Regions from separate parts of the Gossypium hirsutum genome. Here region 1 is linked to region 2. Evidence: chromatin contacts called from public Hi-C data. All regions are on one chromosome and are shown on one strand. Each heading gives the region's core, a stretch centred on a gene start, on an enhancer-like site or on the middle of the called end of the contact. The rest is flanking DNA. Distances are from core to core; before and after follow the strand shown. Region 1 holds the start of LOC107910745 (protein DCL homolog, chloroplastic). Region 2 holds the start of LOC107910749 (probable E3 ubiquitin-protein ligase RHG1A).

The links. A called contact is a pair of places that touch in the nucleus more often than the background predicts.
Region 1: a contact with region 2 is called in a Hi-C map of leaf, with 2.1 times the contacts expected there. The contact joins the promoter of LOC107910745 here to the promoter of LOC107910749 in region 2. A contact is called at or near these places in 2 of 34 Hi-C or Micro-C datasets (leaf and petal).

The regions. Positions count from the first base shown.
Region 1 is chrD02:19,199,231-19,201,951 of Gossypium_hirsutum_v2.1, reverse strand. It overlaps LOC107910745 (protein DCL homolog, chloroplastic), which reads left to right and starts at 1,471. Exons shown (of 3, transcript XM_016838721.2): 1 at 1,471-1,924; 2 at 2,012-2,126. The coding sequence starts at 1,563. LOC121214657 (a long non-coding RNA gene) reads right to left here. Exons shown (of 2, transcript XR_005910253.1): 1 at 2,441-2,721; 2 at 1,616-2,159.
Region 2 is chrD02:18,399,210-18,401,909 of Gossypium_hirsutum_v2.1, reverse strand. LOC107910749 (probable E3 ubiquitin-protein ligase RHG1A) reads right to left here and starts at 1,423. Exons shown (of 7, transcript XM_041087890.1): 1 at 1,217-1,423; 2 at 499-590.

The DNA of each region.
Region 1 (2,721 bases), core at 222-2,721, 800 kb before region 2:
CTTGATGTCACTCCCCAATACGTATTTCCAGCATCAAACATTGAGCCACCGACATACATGTCCCATCCACCGACAGAGTATCTTGCAGGGGATGTGCATTCCACACCGCTACCGAACATGGGCTGTTCCGTATTTTGTAACCCGCTGACCAAGTGTCGGCCAAGGGTGGTGTATACATCTCCAACACCGGTCACTGGTACATCAGTTGGCGATGTAAATTGTACATATAACTCAATATAAGGTGCTCCACTAGCAAGATGAGTCTGCACCATTGCCTCCTAGCTACGAGCACCTTTTATGTCAAACGAGTCATATGTCACTGGATCAACAGAAGAACAAAACCGATACGTGATAGACAGAACTTTCATTGGCGTCGTTCCAAAAATTTTACGCCTAATCCTTTTACGAAGTTCTGTCAAATCTATGTTCTGGTTAAAAACCAGTCGCATCGTATTCTCCGACAAAAAAACAACACCATTCTCGGTGTGGCAAACCTCACCATCGTAGTAAATAACAGCACTAATACGTTCACTCATATTTGAAACTCTAACCTTCTTAGCCTCTCTAAATTGTTTCTATTGTGACTTATACATTCTGAGAACATTTTCTGCCTAATTTATAGCCTCAGCCCAAACATGCTACTGTAGCAAAAGCGCGTCCACGAGGGCACGATTTCACAAATTCTTCTCAAATAGCATCCTGCTAGAAGCGATTTTATATTATTTGCTCAGAAACGTCAAAAAAATTTATTTCGTACATGACCTACTATAGCAAAAGCATGCTGACGAGGCCGCGATTTCACAAATTATTCACAAATAGCATCCTGCTAGAAGCGATTTTATACTATTTGCTCAGAAACGTCAAAAAAATAATTATTTCTTCCGTGACCTACTGTAGCAAAAGCGCGTCCACGAGGGCGCGATTTCACAAATTCTTCTCAAATAGCATCCTGCTAGAAGCGATTTTATACTATTTTATCAGAAACGTCAACTCGAAATTATTTCTTCTAGGACTTAAAAACCCTTAAAAGCCTGAACCCTAAACCCTAAAAGCCAAAAAAACCTAACGTTGGAAAAATCGCGAAATCGCGTCCACGTCAGCGCGAGTTGCTGACGTGGACGCGATTTCTTGGCGCGTACCCTGACATGGCGCTGACGTGGACGCGATTTCACAGAAAAAGGACTATTCCGATAAATAATTAAAGAATGGGCCCATTTCAGTAATTTTTGAAAAAAAAGGGCTTTTATTAGTAAATTGCCCTTTTAAAAGGCTGTTTAATGTATTGTTTATAAATTTTTTAATAAAATGTTTTAAACAATTAAATAAAAATAACTTATCGAAATTTAAATAATTTACCTAAGTTAAAATTAATGATTATTAAATATTTTTAATTATTATAGTTCTTTGATCAACCATCCAAAAAGTTTACCCTCAATGAAATTTTAAAAAACTAGTAACGGGCTTAGCTGGATAAATATCACCCTTTTCTATCAACTAATATAATCCTTTCCAATGCCAAAACAGTAATGCGACCGTTAACTCACTGACTCAGTTCACTCGTTATGGCTTCATGTCTAAAGCCATCACCGTCCAACTTTCACCGGACCTTTATCCCTATCTCTTTTTCTTCCTCCTCCGTTATCTTATCTTCTCCGTTGTACCAAACAACGTCGCTCCGCGTTCGTTTTTGCGCGCTGACGACCGGCCCCGACGTCGGGAGAACCACGAGCCAGGAATCTTCTGGCGCTGATTTGTTAAGGAAGCCGAGTATAGTTCCAGATGAGGACAGTGGCGGACTTTCAGAAGAAGAGGATGGTAGTAAGGAAAAAGGAAATAAAGGTGAATGGATTGATTGGGAAGACAGGATTTTACAGGACACTGTTCCTCTCGTTGGTTTCGTTAGAATGATTCTTCATTCTGGAAAGTAAGTAATTTAATTTGTTGCCTTTTTAAAAAAATTATCTAATTACATAATACTTCCTTTTATTGTAAATTTGTAAATTTATTGCAGATATGAAAGTGGAGATAGATTGAGTCCAGAGCACGAAAAGACTATTCTGGAGAGGTTGCTTCCTTACCATCCAGAGTCTGAGAAGAAAATCGGATGTGGAATTGATTACATTACTGTATGTTTCTGTACCTTATCTGCATTTTGACCACTGGAATTTATAAATAATTAGAAGCTTGAATTTAACAATTTAAATAAATTATACTAATACTTCTTTTTAGGATTTTCAGAATTTTTTTCCGATTTAATTTTAGTTGCATAATTTAGTGTTAGTTCTAATGTGACCTTTTTTTTCCCCCTGAAAGGACTAGACGAAATCAAGTTGCATAAATATAAATTTAAACACTAAAATTCGGGCTCAAATCTAGTCATGCAATAAAACTGAAGGAGTGAAGGGACAGGCTTTTAGAAATGTGGGTGAGAGTCCCCTACCTAGTAGAAGAAGTTGCTGCCTTGTAGGATTTCAATTTAGGCTGGAGATATTTGGCAGGTTTGGAATCTGTACTGATGGCAATATTCCCCATTCCACCCCCATCGCCTTCCCGTTTCCCCTTTTGTCTTGTTAGCTCATTGCTATTGTGGAAGCAAAATAGGCTGCAATTGTACTTGCTCAAAGCTCTTTCTGAATTTACATACTTCATGAATCCTCTTGCCTAGTTTTAGTTAGAAAGATTATAGGTTAATCAATCATTGTAATTTCTATTTTGGATATG
Region 2 (2,700 bases), core at 174-2,673:
AACTAGAAACAGGGAGAAGTCATCCATCTCATCTGACCATCAACCGATCAAGCAAAAAATAAACATGAAAGAACAGACCTTGAAGGCTCACCAAACGGGTGGAAATGAAAGACCTTGAATTCTTGATCAATCTAAAAGACTCTTAACAAGAAGATAAAAGGACTATACCACAAAACCCGGATGAAAAAAAGCTGTCTTGAGCTATTAACCTCTCCTTTCTCAAGAAAGAAAGAGAGAGAGAGAGAGAGATGAAAAGAAAACCCAACAATAGGAGCAAGACAGAAGATCTTTGAAATATTAAATCAAATACGAAATGTAAGAAACAAAGAGAGAGATTAAAAGTGGACAATAATCTGTAATTTTACCAAATAACCACAACGAAAAAGAGCGATAATAAGGAAGAGAAGGAAATGAGTCTAGGCAAAGGTCATAAAGAGCAGCATCCTAACAAAGAATTGAATAACAAAAAGCAATAAAGACAAATACAGTAATAAATACCAGCAGCAGCAACAGCAACAACTAGGCAAAGGGGTCCTATTCAGCCGCTTACCAAATGGTTTTCATGTCAATCTTTCTTTTCCTATTAGATTCTGCAAAATGCAAAATATATATATTAGTAAAGAAAAAACAACCCTTTCTCCCCTCACAAACCTCTAAGACCCCGTCCCCCAATGCGGTTCGTAGGCTAAGCCCCACAAAACACTAAACCCCAACCGCGTGTTTTGTTTTGTTTTGTTTTGTTTCCATCACTTTCGCGCCAAGCACCTCCACTTGCACCCCTCACCTTCCCTTCTCTTTAGCCCTCTTTCACCCCTCCACATGCATCTCTTTCTTTCTCACCTCCTCAGCAACCTTTTTTATTTGTGACCCCAAGAACATGCATGACATGTAAAACTGTTCAACACAAACGTGGCATTGTTATAGTTTTAATAGGGATACTACTTGAATGAACTTTCAGATTTTCTTACCTTTTTTATTCCTATAAACACCTAAAATATCTGATTGCTTTTGTGAATCTGAGAGTATAAATTTTGACTATTATCCCTCCCCCCTAATAGATGGAATCTGTTTCTTTCTTTTCTCCATCACATGTTTTTCAAATGAAAAAAAAAAACGGAAAAAGAATCAATGTATCCATGATTTGCAAGTTATTACTTAAAAGAAAAAAATGAGACAAATAAAAATAAGGCACTATCTTGAGATGAGGGGCAATAACTTGTATTGCAGGTGGAATATGTCTGGGGGCATCGGTGCATATCAGTTATGCACATAAATATGATTGCTTTGCTTAAAAGAGGTGCGAAAATTTGAACACAATGAGTGTAGTTTTGCAGATTCTTGCCCCCCAAACTTCCTTTATTTCTCTTGCCGTTCATTTCTCCATCGTGGGGTGGGGTGGGGGGCCTCTTTCCTCTAAGCTTATTCTACCGTTTGTTTTAGCTTTTTTCTTCTCTTAAAAGCTCAAAGGTGTTTGCTTTTCTTTACCTTTTTTGTATCCTACTAATGTGGCCATTTGGACATATGGGTTCTGCTTACACAACCAGATCGTTTAAGATCTTGCACTGAAAGTTGATTAATAAGATAAGTATTGAATATTGATGAATGATGATATTCCCTAACCTTCATAGCGAATATTAGAAACTTGGCTATCACCTACATGTGTAGCCAACACACTATATAAAAACTTGGACATTATGCACTAATTTCAAAAAGGGAAAAAAACATAGAAATAATAATAATAATAATAATAATAATAATGAGAGGAAGGTGATTTGACTTTTGTTAAAAAGAGGGAATGCTTGCTAGTTGGAATGATGCGCTGGTTATAAATTTTTAATGGAAAGGTGAGTCAGTTGAGGGCAAAGTGTGCAGCTGTGCCTGTTTAGCAATTAACCCCCAGTGACAAAACAACCTCTAAAATTATCATGGAGTACGAGTAAGATTATGTTTTAATTTTTTTACTTAAAAATAAATAAATTAATCTATTAATATTAAATTAAAAAATAAATTAATTATTTTTATTAAAAATTTTATTTATTTCTACTATTAAAATTGATTCATCTATATTAATATGAGTTATATGTGATATATTACATATCATTATTCAATTATTTTATGAGGAATATCAGTTTTTAACTGTATAAATTAATGTAATTTTTAACTAAAAGAATTAACTTATTTTTTTATTAATATATAGAGACAAATATATTTAATTTTTTAAAGTAAAAGAGACAAAATGTAATTTATTTCCTAATTGAGAACCCTCATGATATTTTTACTCAAAACAAGCTCTTCTCTCTTTAAAGCCTTTTTCTGAATGGTGGGGTTATGGGAGTGATTGAAATCAATTAATTGAAAGGGAGCTATGTGACAGTATGACCCAAGTTTCATCTCCCTGTTTTTCACTGGTTTTGAGGGGAAAATGAATAAGACACTTTTGAGCAAGATAATGAAGTAACCAAAATGGTTGTGCCCACAGAATTAGAACCAAGGATGTTGGAAAAATGTGAAGGGAGTTACAAAGGAAGTAGTTTTATATTGCGAAAGGAACACGTATTCGATTCGGGAACATAGAAAATAAGGAAAAGATGAGGCGGCCTAAGGCTTGGGGTTAATGACAGACAACCAGACAGAAGTTGGGTCCAGAGCATAATTTTGATGGAACAAATGCCAAACTTAATCCAAATCTTCAACAAGGCA